Linked DNA regions of Gossypium hirsutum: region 1 is linked to region 2. Evidence: chromatin contacts called from public Hi-C data. All regions are on one chromosome and are shown on one strand. The core of a region is the stretch at or near the end of the contact, and the rest is flanking DNA. Distances in the headings are between cores, read along the strand shown. Region 1 holds the start of LOC107910054 (ethylene-responsive transcription factor CRF2). Region 2 holds the start of LOC107909980.

The links. Hi-C and Micro-C count contacts between places; a contact is called where the count stands out from the background.
Region 1: a contact with region 2 is called in a Hi-C map of leaf, with 2.5 times the contacts expected there. The contact joins the promoter of LOC107910054 here to the promoter of LOC107909980 in region 2. A contact is called at or near these places in 6 of 34 Hi-C or Micro-C datasets (anther, hypocotyl, leaf and 1 more).

What each region holds. Positions count from the first base shown.
Region 1 is chrD08:43,425,027-43,427,845 of Gossypium_hirsutum_v2.1, forward strand. LOC107910054 (ethylene-responsive transcription factor CRF2) reads right to left here and starts at 1,405. Exons shown (of 1, transcript XM_016837802.2): 1 at 1-1,405. The coding sequence starts at 480.
Region 2 is chrD08:42,956,448-42,959,304 of Gossypium_hirsutum_v2.1, forward strand. LOC107909980 reads right to left here and starts at 1,373. Exons shown (of 3, transcript XM_016837711.2): 1 at 812-1,373. The coding sequence starts at 1,172.

The DNA.
Region 1 (2,819 bases), core at 155-2,654, 470 kb after region 2:
CACCATTGCTGCTTCTTCGGCGGTGTCATAGGTACCCAACCATAACCGTACACGCCTTAGCGGGTCCCTGATCTCAGCCGCCCATTTTCCCCAAGGCCGTTGCCTTACTCCTCTGAATTTCTTCCCGGCTGGTAATACCTTAGCGGAGGACGCTTTTGCTACAGAAACAGCCGCCGGCCTTTTTCGAGAATTCCTGGACAAAGTCGACGATTTACTTCTGAAAGCAGCGTCGTTTTGGGCGGGACATGATGATGAACCGATAGTTATCTCGTTCACGAATTTCTTGACTCTTCGGGTTGTTTGTTCTTCGTCTTCGTCGCTGGAGGAATCAGTGGCGTCAGCATCAGTAACTGATATCCGAACAATGCGAGGCTTCATTTCTGGTTGGTTTTCGACTTTGACATTTAACGGTGGTGAAAGGAGCTTGGTTTGATTGCGATGTTCTGTGTATTTGATTGAAGAAACAGAACAATGATCCATTCTGTTTTTTTTCGATTTTGCCTTATTGGTGTATTTGCAGGTTTTCAACTTCTATCACTTGGTCATTGAGAGAGAGTGGGAAGGGTAGTCAAATAAAAGCGGAGGGAAAAGAAGGGATTCCTTTGAGACTTGACCCCAGGAGAATAAAGGGCTAAAAAGGAAAGCTGAACAATGAACACGTTAATGAGAAGCTTGAAATGAAGAGAAGCCCACCATTAATCTGTTAAAAGTTTTACTCAAAAGTACTTAAGAGCACGAGAAATTTCAAGGAAAGTTATCCCCAAAAAAACAATAGTGCGCTTAAACAAGCAGTACGGAAAGCACCCCGATGGCAAAAACCAGTAGTTGTGAGAGAACGGAGCGAAGAAAAAGAAGAAAAGAAAGAAAACTGTAGGTAAAAGTTGCAGAGGATAAAAGAAAAAGGGAAGATGCCGCGAACCAAAAAAAAAAAACCACTAGACAGTGCCTTTTCTTAGTCACTTGACAGAGCACAGACTTGCTATTTTGGGTAACTTTCAAAACCAAATCCTAAAAGAAACAAAGAACACAAATTGCTTTCTGATGATATACAGTACTTTCTCCAGGAAACATAAAGAAAAAGAAAAGTCTTAAAAGAAAGAAAGGGAAAGGGAAAAGAAAAAGGAAAAGGAAAAAGAACACAAAGAGGAGTGAAGAATAGCTCTTTTGATAGATAAGAGAGTAAAAGGACAGAAAAAATGAAGCAGAGATTTGAGGCATATACCGAAAGTTGAGCTATTTTATAGGACCAGCCGTAATTGGCTCAAGGTTAAAATGCCATATATTTTATTTATTTATTCATTTTTAAAAAAAAGTTGTTAGAGAAAGGGCGGGGACATATCGGCGATGATGAGATTCCGGCAGAAAACAGAAAGATCCAACGGGAAGGGTGAACCGGGGGGAATGCTGACTAGGTGTCTAGGTGTTGTCCAAAAAAGATTTAATCTTGAAATCAGAGATTCAGGTCACGTGACACCAGACACTCGGGTCAGTCCACTCCTCTCCCTTTGACTAAAATTAGAACCGGTAGTTAATGATTATTAACACCCACTCCTACCTTTAATTGCCTCCATAATTCCTTAGTTAATCTTCCGTTTTTTTACCTTGTGTAGGCATTTTCGTCATTTTATGACTGCCAGAGGTGGTTAGATTACAGCTGCTGCAGACCAAGCCGTTATACAGCTGGGAAATTTTACTACAACTGAGACTAACGTGGGAGGCAACCTTGAAGTTGGCGCTATTTTTTTTTACCTTCTTATTTAATGACCACGCTGTGATGTGTATGGAGGGTATTTTTTCGAATGTATTCAAGCACAGTGTGAGGTTGAAACGTGTCTTGTATTTATTATTATTTCTTTGAGTAGCCCCGAGTTTTGATTGGCTCCAACAACTTGTTCTGCCGACAGTAAATATTAGCCGTCAGATGAAACACAGGGTCAATTTATCTAATTAGCAACGCATCATTAAATAATAGGATAAATTTCACTAAGCTCATTAAACTATTAATAACTTTATGTTTTGATTACTCAATTTTAAAAAATTATAAAATGGTCATTTAACTATGCAAAAGTTTTCATTTAAGTCGTTAGACTATTAAATTCGTTGTCGTATGACATTTTATGTTTGCATTGCGTGCATCAATCGAAATATCTCATTTCCCTTCTTTTCCACAGTTTAGTTTCTTTTTTGGAACAACTTTAAACATCACGAATTATTCCTTGATCTCTGACGCTAACTGTCAAATCTACTTGGATTTAGCATATATTTTTCTACTCTTTGATGGGTACTAATTTACCATACCAATTGTCAAATCGCTACTTGTAGCTTGCTAGCTAGACTTTAAAAAAATATTAAAGCCCAATGACTTAAATAAAATTTTTTGAATAGTTAAGTGACTTAAATGAAATTTTTTGAATAGTTTAATGACTATTTTGTAACTTTTTAAAATTGAGTGATCAAAATGTAAAGTTACAAATAATTTAGTGACCTCGGATATAATTAAACCCTAAAAAATAACAATAATATTTGGTGTTTTTACTATATAGATTTAATGTACACCGTTTTAATTAGATCACGCGATGATGAATCACATTTTCCTTTTTCTTCTTTTTACCGATTAGAAGAATTTAAGGTAAATAAAGACTGGAATTTACTGAGTTTCTCTGTTTGTCGGGGACAATTATTTATTTGAACGTTGTTTTCTCGTGTTCTTTTCTCTCTGTTTGAATTGAGAAATTTAGATGAGTTTCACGCTAATATATATATATGCTGAAAAGAAAATAATTAGAGAAAGTATGCTGAAATTTTCTAAATTTATCGAT
Region 2 (2,857 bases), core at 123-2,622:
TAGAGTTGAAACAAAGCCACCAATAGCAAAATCAAAATGCAGGCGAAAACCATCCAAAGTAAGGAACATTGTATAAAACTACATTGAATAAAGCCGCATTTTCTTTGCTCTATATCCCTATTCGAGTCATTTCCTTTATGTTTGCTTTGGGCAGATTTTGTGTACTTCATGCTGCTCATCTATGACAAGTGCTACACCAATTATCAGTGTTGATGAAATAAATATAGAGCCACATAACTGAGAAGAAATCATATTGTAGAATATATAGATGACTTAGAACCGAACTGCTCGCCTGCCACTGGTTCAAAATGATAAAAAAAGACACCAAGTTCTCTACAATTCTAACAGAATTTTCGAGATTGCAGATGCCTCATTGTCACAATATGAATCTCTGCCCTAGCTATGAGAAGCCATCAATTCTCACTCTCAAAAAGCACAAAAAACATACGAGAACACTAGCAACTTAATTCGAATATCTAACATTTCTCTTGGACAATTTAAGGAAACTTGAAAGGTATATATGCTAAAATGATGGTTATCTCAACACCAGTGCATTTATCAACAAAGTAGGTTTCATGTAAAATCATCAACAAAAACTAACTCATAATCTTTTCACTCCGTCTACATCCATGCTAAAATGTGTAATTTTTTCCTACTCTTTTTACCCAAACTAATTTCTTTATTTCATGGCAAAGAGAGTAAAAAATTTCACATAAAATTTGCAACTTAGAACATTAATCACCACATAAAAGCAACCTCATAAACTAAAGTAGCATTGAGAAAAGAAAATGGTACATCCCAGGAAACTCACTGGTGGCACCCACAAAGGCAAGCAAGAAGTAGAAGCCAAAAAGGGTGAGCTTGGGAGCAGACTTAGACTTGGTGATGAAGTACAAGAAGCCAATATATGGGAACAGAGAAACTGCAAAGAGTTGAGAAGCAATGCTTTGTGAGTCAATATTTGGTGCCCATGGATCCACTGGCAACAACCACCCGCGCGCAATCCCTCCTTTCCTGTTAACAAACATTCCATCCTTGTAACTCCAGGAACCTCTGCTTGGAATTGTTGCTTGGTAGTTTTGCAAGAAATGACAAGAACCTGGAACTGTTGAACTAACGGGGACAACATAATTGGGTGGTTTAAACAAAGGTTGTAAACAGCTGAGATTCATGTTGTCAAGACTACTACAGCTTCGATTCAGCCCTTTTTGCTTTGAAGTTTGGATTTTTCTCCTCTTGCAGATGATGATGATGATGATGATAGTATTGTGGATTAGAGAATTTTGATCTGTGGGGTTTGGGTTTCTAATGCAAACAATCTGCCACGTTGTAAGATGGGCTGATTCTTAGGGCCTTCCTTGCATGCCCCCAAAGAAATAAAAAATTTACCATTATTGGACTCTTTTATGGTACATGAATTCTTGTTCTGTTGTATAATTTAAAATCTGATTAGCTTTTCCATCAAATAGAATGAAGAACAACATTAACTCTCAAACTTAAATTTTTGAATCAACTTTTTTTTAAGAAAATATTATTAACAATTGGAATCATTAACAATAATATAAAGACATGACATATATTATTAACGGTAAAGAGTTAACCCACAAATGGATATTTAAATTATATCAATTTTGGTACTTAAAATTTTTTTGGTCACAAGTAGTATCTAAATTATCTTTTTTCTCCAAGTTAGTACATCTGTTAGTCAAATCCTTATGTCTATTTTAAAATGAGCTTAACCCATAAATTAGTACTTAAACTATTCAAATTTTTTTTCTCATTTTGGTATCTAAACATTTTTTTTGTTACCAGTGATACTTAAACTATTTTATTTTCAAATTGGTACGTCTGTTAGTTCAACCGTTGAGTTATTTTAAAAAAAAATAACCAATTAAAAATTGACATATGAAAAAAAGGAGAAAAAAAATATTATTATATCTTTTATAAATATTTTCTTTTTCTTTCTTCAGAACAAGACAGATGGTTAGACCAATCAAGCTGTTAGTTCTTGGTTTGATCAGTTCATCTAGTTTGATCAAATAAATTATTATAAACTCATAAAATAAAAAGAATATCTAACAATAGTGAAAATCAATTCAATTGGTTTTTTTTAACTTGGTTCAACTGGTTTGTACTGGTTTGCGAGTTAATCAGTTCAATCCCTATCTCTGTACTAGTGTCATGGGCTACGGATCAAAGCCCGTGACCTTTGCGCACAGAATGACCCATAGAGGTCAACTTATTAAATAAGGCTCATTTGACCCATATGAATTGGCCTGATACGTGGAACTTGTGAAGAAGCCCATCTACTTGAATCCTAGTTAAAGTGAAACACTCCAATAAATTGTATTTTACTAGGATAATTATTGTAAAAATCCTAAAGGATAAACATGTATAGAATTTAAATCCATTAGGACTCTATTATTGTAGATGAGAACTAATCTTAGTCGTTAATGTAAATTGACTTGTACCGTTAGATCTGGGGGAGCTCAACTATAAATAGAGGTTTTCCCATTTATTTGTAATCACTTTATCCTTTCTAAGTTAAAGAAATAATGATAGCATTTACTCAAACACTTGGCGTGCACTCTCTTTTCGTGGTTTTCTTTGTTCGTAGCTTCTTCCTTTTCAGAGTTTGCTTTTGCTTTGCTTAAGTGCCTTAAAGAAATTCTGTAAGAAATAATCTCTTAAGGCCGCACGATTTGCGATACAAAAAGTCTAGCCCCGTGACATTCTGTAACACCCCTAACCTATATCCGTTGTTGGAATAGGGTTACAGAGCATTACTAGGGTTTACGGATCAATCAAACAGAAATTTTAAACATTTCATTACATATCAATACTCATAATAAAACGA